Linked DNA regions of Sus scrofa: region 1 is linked to region 2. A link is a contact called in public HiChIP or PLAC-seq data. All regions are on one chromosome and are shown on one strand. The core of a region is the stretch at or near the end of the contact, and the rest is flanking DNA. Distances in the headings are between cores, read along the strand shown. Region 1 has its middle 56 kb from the start of ATP2A2. Region 2 overlaps CAMKK2 (calcium/calmodulin-dependent protein kinase kinase 2).

Region 1 (3,482 bases), core at 705-3,204, 250 kb before region 2:
AATGAAGGATTTGAGTCTTGTCTGTGACCTACACCGCAGCTCACAGCAATGCCGGACCCTCAACCCACTGAACAGGGCCAGGGATCGAACCTGCATCCTCAAGGATAATAGTCAGGTTTATTACTGCTGAGCTACAATGGGAACTCCCTTGAATTTAAATCTCTAAGTTTCATTGCAGAGCTGTTCATAAAGTAAAAAACTGGAATCAATCTAAATATCCAGCAACAGGAGACATACATGATTTAAAGACTTTCACAGATAAAATTTTAAATTGCAATCTACAAAGCTTCCATTTGCACTGTATCTAAAACTATTACTCCTTTTTTAATTTTTCTTTTTTGACTGCACCCGTGACATATGGGTTTCTGGGCCAGGGATTGAATTCAAGCTGCAGCTGCGATCTATGCCACAGCTGCAGCAATGCTGGATCCGTAACTCACTGTGCCTGTCCAAGGATTGAACCCAGGCTGCTGAAAAGACAATGCCAGATCCTTAACCTGCTCACCACAGTGGGAGCTCCTCCAATTTTATTTTTGGCTGCACTTGCAGCATGTGGAAGTTTCCCACCAGGTCAGAGATCGAACCCATGCCATAGTAGTAACCAGAACCACAGGAGTGACAACGTTGAATCCTTGACTGCTAGGCTACCAGGGAGCTCCTATTACTCATTTCTTTGATGCATTTACTTGATGATCATTTTTACTATATTTCTCTCATATAATTGGTAGAATTTTTTTTCCTTTTTCTTTTTAGGGCCACTCCTGCAGCATATGGAGGTTTCCAGGCTAGAGGTTGAATTGGAGCTGCAGTTGCTGGCCTACACCACAGCCACAGCAATGTGGGATCTGAGCTGCATCTGTGACCTACAACACAGCTCGTGGCAATGCCAGATCCTTTAACCTGCTGAGCGAAGCCAGAAATTGAACCCGAATCCTCATGGATACTAGTCGGGTTTTTAACTCACTGATTTACAGTAGGAACTCCAGTAGAGTTTATTTCTAATCATTTAGAAAAGCAGTTAAGTTTGTTCTTCAGGTACAGTAAGGAAACACATTTTAAAAAAAAGAATTGTAAGAAGCATTAAATATAATTTCACACATATTATAGTTCATAAATGGACATCAACCTGTCTGGATATACACAGCCAGTATATTCATGGGTCATATTGCAGGACAACATGGCAGTTAAAGTCTTAGACTCTGGCTCTGCCATGGTTATTAGCTGTGTAATACTGTGGAAGCTTTTCTGTGCCTCAGTTTCCTCATCTATAAAGTGGGGATAAGAGTATCTACACTTCATAGGGTTATTTTGAGAGTCACATTGGTTCCTATACATAAAGCACTTAGGACAGTGTCTCATACATACTAGGTGTTCAATAATGAGTTAGCTGCCAGCATCATCATCTTCACCATCATCATGATTATAATGACTACAGAGCTTCAGGGAGTAAAATTTGTTCAATCTTGCTTTGCCTAACTGCTATTTAAAAAAATTTTCCCGTCCTCTGTAAATCTGCTTCACTTTTAGAACCAACAAACTAATCAAGCTGTGTCTTTAACAGTGGAACAGGCTCCCTCGTGAGGAGTGAGCTGCACTGCGGTTATCTACTGAGGCTGGAAAGCAAGTTGCTACAGGCACTACTGTATTGATTTCTGACTGTGTAGAGGTTGAAAGAGATCCCTCAAAGGTTCCAACAGATCTAATGAATGATTACACGAATCATTCTGAGGTTCCTTTCAAACTCCAAAATTCTATGACTTTACCAGGTTATCATGGGCAGTGCTAAAGCAGCAGTCTTGCCAGGAACCTGCCATTAGTTAACACTCTGAAGTGAGGCAGAAACAAAGACTTTCACTGAAAAACAGAGATCTTTAGTCTCCTCTGTGTTCTGAATAGTGAATTTCCATAGCAGTAAACCAAGTTCCGTGACTCAAGTCTCTCAGCAATTCTAGAAAGGAAACTGAAATTATCAGTGTTTGCTGAGAAAGTACTTACAGTTTGCCAAAAGAGGGAGCATGGGAGCAGAAAGCATATTTTGTCCATCTTTAAAAAAATGTTTGTTTGGATTTTGTGTTTTAGTTTTTGATTCCTTTTGCAAGGACAGGATGAGACTGCACAACAGTTACAAATAACTTTCTTTTTTAAAGACTGCCTTAAGGCAGAAGGGTCAAAGACAATATATAGATGACTTTAAAGGATCCCTCTCTTTTCTCCTCAGACAAAACATTCACCTCATGGCTGGTTGCTGGACATCAAACAGCTGTAATTAAACTGCTCTCATTAAAAGGAAAGAGAGGAGGAGCTAAGCCAGTAGCTTCTCCTGAGGAGAGAAATAATCACATATTTAATAAAAGGGCAACTTTAACTTTATTTCTCTTCCTGGCTGCCATGGATTGTTTAAAACAGGATTCATTATATGCACAATCTAGATCTCACCTTTACTACAACATTGGAGACGTTATCAATAACAACCCAGTTTAAGGAAAGTTAATTATTGGGGGGTTAACTTACCCACCCCCTAGGGCCAAACACTCCATGCCACTCAAAAGGAATGATGTAAGCACCTAGAACCTTTTGTAGAAACAAGTCTTTGATTCACACTCATTAGTCACTAACGTTGGGAGAAGGCCTGTGTAAGACAAGGAAGTTTCTATAAGACACACACATCCATATGAAGCCATTTTTCAATACAAATTTTATTTCAGTACAAAGGTAGCTCTGGCAAGCTATTCATTTGTGCATAGTTTCAAATTCAATTCAGAATTCTGCAAATTTATATATTTTTAGTTTGAGCAACATATTCAGTCTCTTATTCAAATTACCAAAAAGTGCTCTGTATCGTGTTGCATAAAAGCTTTAGAATTTCACTTGGAAAATGCAGAGCTTAAAATTTTCCAAAAAAACTGTATGTTACATAAACTAATTATTTGATAGTTTAATGAAATGGCTTCTTTTATTATTGTTCACTGCTGCATTAAAGCAAAATGATACAAAGTATTAATCTAAAGAAGAAAGTTAAATATTCTATAATTTCCTGAGATCTGGTTTAATTTCCACAGGTCTTTAAACAATGTTCTAAGAGCATTCTGCTACATTTTCTGGACCTGGAAAATACATGATGTTGGACTGAGTTGTTAATAGATTTATAACCGAAAAGACATTATCTTGTATTATAAGATTCTTCTCAAAGGATAACCTTTAAAGTTGGATTATGTCCTTAACTAATACAGAAAGTAAGATAAGCAGTGGCCTTTTGAAATTTACAGTTTAAGTCAGTCTCATGCAACAGTTGGCAACACTGGATCCTAGGAGGAGAAAATCTGTGAACACAGAAGCATATTTCACAGGCTACATTTTCTCCTTTACTTGGGCCATTATGTGCAAGACAGATTATTTTCCAAAACAATTAAGTACTCTCATCAATTAGCCAGCTAGAGTATCAATCCTGAAGGAAAAATGTAATAAGCTCTTCTTCTGTAAGT
Region 2 (3,445 bases), core at 478-2,977:
CGCACCTGGGAATGCAGGGAAACCTTAGCCTGCAGTCTGGAAAAAGCGGTTCTAGAACCTCTCTCCAGACTCCATGACAACCGGCAGCTGTCAAGGCTCTGCAAAGCACTGAACCTGCTGACCAATTCAGAGCTCTGGTCAAGCCTGTTTACAGATGATGATCCATAAATGGGGTTAACACTTACCTCATGGGGTGAAGGGTCAGGAAGCTTGCCTGCCCGCAGGATGTGGTCTGTGTGTGACCTTTTAGCACCCATCCTGTAGGTGCTCGCTTGTTTGGTCTCCACCAGAAGAATCCATCTGGCAATGACCTGCCTGCCAGAGCAGTGCTTTGCAAACCTCAGTGTATAGATGAGTGACCTGGGGAGCTTGCTTAGATGGAGCCTAGAAGTCTGTATTTCCAGCCCACTCACAGGTGATGCTGACCTGGGGACCACACTCTCAGTAGTGGGGTACTATGACAGGCTTAAATTAGGGGTTGACTGAGTGCATCTGCCTTGACTTGGGCATTTGATCTCGCTGTCAAGCCTAAGGAAGGAAAACAGACATAAGGCCAGATGACCTGGAAAGGGCTGACTTCATGGAACGACCAACGAAAACATTCCAAAAAGGGCCAGGCTTTGCACCATTTTGCTGTTTATTTCAAGTTTACAGAGAAGCTTAAACATCTGTGGAAAAACACCAAAGGCTTAATATTCTCTTAAGTTCATGTACCTTTTTAGTGATAAATACACAGTATTTAACTTTGTACACCTGATAAAAGGAAAATGCATAGTAGAAAGGATCAGGAATAAAACAGAAGCATCGGGCATGAAATCAGTCACAGAATAGAAAAGTCAGCAGTCCCGCGAAACTCGGCCTGTAAAGCTGAGAGAAGATGAGAATCGACGACCTTGACACTTTCCCTAGCACCTTGGAAGCAAGTGGAGGTCTTGGTTCTTCCCGCCCCCAGGCAATGGGAAGCTCCCCTTTGGAAGATGAGTGAGAGTGACAGGTCGGGCCTGTGTCTCTAAATGCACAGCTATTCGCTTCCTTGCCTTGAAAGGACTTGAGGACGGAGCCCTAACTCACGGGAAAGCCCAGGCCAGTGGGGAGACAGCCTCTCCGGCCCCAAGTGCCAACGAGGGGCTGGATAAGGCTTTATGGGAGCCACTGGCCAGGCTGCAGACTAGATGGGGGAGTGGAACAGGGCAGAAGGAAGATGGGTAGAGGACGTGTGCTTCCTTCAAGGCCACAGGTGCAGGCCATGTCTTGCTTACATCAAACTGGTCCCATTGATGAGCCAGTGATGGAAGAGGTGGATGGGTATCCTCACCTGGAAAAGCTGCTCATCACAGCTTCTGCCCTTTCCTAACAGAGCTGACTTTGGGGGGAAAAAAAATCAATGTTTGTGCTCTAAGAGTGGAGACGAACCCCAGGAGTCTGTGCTCCAAGGAGCTCTAATGCTTTATGTTACACACCTCCCTGCTTATACTTTTCTCCGTGGGGCAGTTCCTTTCCACAGCTTTCTTTGGTGTTTCTTATTTTAAAAAAAAAAGTAATGAACATAGCCCCCTGCCCCCCCACCCCCACAACAGTTCATGGTGCTGCCTGCTCGCTGGCTTTCCACGCCATGTAATCTTAGCCGGAGAGTTTCATCGTGGGAGAAATGGCGTTGCCCGATGCGGTTGTGTAAACACAGTTCTGCAGAGGCTCTTGCATGCTGCCCGCCCTCCCTGGGCAAGCCACTGCACAGGCCGGGCCAGAGTCCACATAGACAGGCTGGGACTAAGACTAGGGACTGGTTGACAGGAACCACTGCAAGGTGCTTATTGCAAACTAACCAGACCCCACTTGCTCCCAGTAGGGGTGGAGCCTGTAAACTGAAACAAGTCCAAGAGGCAAGAGGAAGTGCTAGGTTACAAACAGAAAGAAAGCAGGCCAGAGGCCCCTGCAGCAGAGGGTGTACCTTTGCTCTTGGAAACCAGCATTCCCTAATTCAGTACTGCTTATGAGAGAGCAAGAGAAGCCTGGCTAAACCACAGTCAAGAGCTTAGGAAGATCTAGGGAGGCCAAGAACACTGGGGCTCTGTGAACGTGCTGGGCAGGAAGGCACCTGGTCTGCTTCTCTGTCTCTCTGCAAAAAGCCCTCCTACCAACACTGAGTAGATAGAAACTACAAAAAAGCACTCCTTCTGAGCCCATGAAAGACCCTGTTTCCCCCAAGCCAGATTCCACAAAGCACTGGGAATTCCCTATTCGAAGTCCTTCCAACTTTCTTCCCCCTAGAACTTCACGCTCACCCACATGTAGCTCTGGAAGAAATCATACTTGAACTGCAACCAAACTTCCCAACGTCAGTGGAAAGTCAAAAAAGTAAACCTTTTCTTTCCAGACTTTTGGCCACAAAAGGGAACTTCTCGTGCCAAGCTCTGGTTCCCTGGGGCCCTGAGGAGTGCTCTGCGTTTCAATCATCATCTCTCAAAGGGTGCCCTAAAGTTACCGTAGAGATCCCAACAGAGCTTTGCCTGTGAGGAATGGTCATTTGCGTCTCAGCTGAAGGAAAGTACCTCCAATCTGGCCCTCCAGAAACTAGATAAGTGTTTCATTAACAGCAATCAGCTAGTATTTAAGAAGGAAAGAAAACCTTAGCCGTCTCTAGAATACATGGGTTATGAACAAGCAGAGCTGCTAAATATACAGGCATAGCTTTCACTGGCTCTCACATACCTGAAGCCGTGGGATATATCCTGGAAGCTCGAAATGATTTCTGAACTGCTCTAGAGTTCAGACTAGTTAGAGAACTGAACGTATTTTTTGTTTGTTTTTACTCCTAAGCCATGTAATGTACATGGAAGTGTAGGATTTCACCCTGAAGTTTTTGTCATTTAACAAGAGACTTACCAGAGCTCCTCAGTCAACTAAGAAAGATTCCAGCTTTGAGCCGATGTCATAAACACTCGTTCAGACCTTTAGAGGGGACCTGTCCCCCCACAACCACCGAATGCCCCTCTGGGGTCGGAAAATCCCCCTCCGGGAAGCTATTAAGCATCAAGCCCTTTCCTGACTACAACTTTACTCATAAAAAATTTGTAAAGTCCTTCTTAGGAGTAAGTTGCAGCAAAGCTCCCTGCAGTTTACTGAGGGCTAGCCCTGTCCTGACTCCTTGAGTCCATGGTTCTAGAAGGTGCCACGGTTTGGGGTTTGAGTTCTGCACCAAGTTACATCCCCCCCTTCAAATGTGGGTGTGGTCTCAGACCGCACCACCAGTTTTCTGTCAGTTTGGGCTGATTTTCAACCCCCCCCACACACACACACATTCACTTGGTATATCTGACATGATTCTGAGTTCACAAGGAAGGATTTTTGGCATAAAAACGTTTTAAAAAGCAATTGTCCCCAAATGCACGTGGCTTTGGGTCTGCAACTCCTCATACCCGCCCATTCAGCCAGCCAGCGGCCAAGG

The links. HiChIP or PLAC-seq counts read pairs in DNA pulled down with a chosen protein or histone mark.
Region 1: a contact with region 2 is called in an H3K27ac HiChIP or PLAC-seq map of alveolar macrophages. The contact joins two enhancer-like sites. A contact is called at or near these places in 2 of 47 Hi-C or Micro-C datasets (embryonic fibroblasts and epiblast stem cells) and 1 of 2 datasets of contacts at active chromatin or transcription factors (alveolar macrophages).

The regions. Positions count from the first base shown.
Region 1 is chr14:31,617,688-31,621,169 of Sscrofa11.1, reverse strand. No RefSeq gene overlaps it. Among named protein-coding and RNA genes, the nearest start is that of ATP2A2, 56 kb to the left of the region's middle. Within about 2 kb of position 1,954, at least 27 of the 83 cell types and tissues checked have an H3K27ac peak or open chromatin away from gene starts, as enhancers often do. A contact at or near this core is called in alveolar macrophages, where this site is marked.
Region 2 is chr14:31,363,678-31,367,122 of Sscrofa11.1, reverse strand. CAMKK2 (calcium/calmodulin-dependent protein kinase kinase 2) reads right to left here. Exons shown (of 16, transcript XM_021073030.1): 16 at 619-3,445. Among named protein-coding and RNA genes, the nearest start is that of P2RX4, 23 kb to the left of the region's middle. Within about 2 kb of position 1,727, at least 35 of the 83 cell types and tissues checked have an H3K27ac peak or open chromatin away from gene starts, as enhancers often do. A contact at or near this core is called in alveolar macrophages, where this site is marked.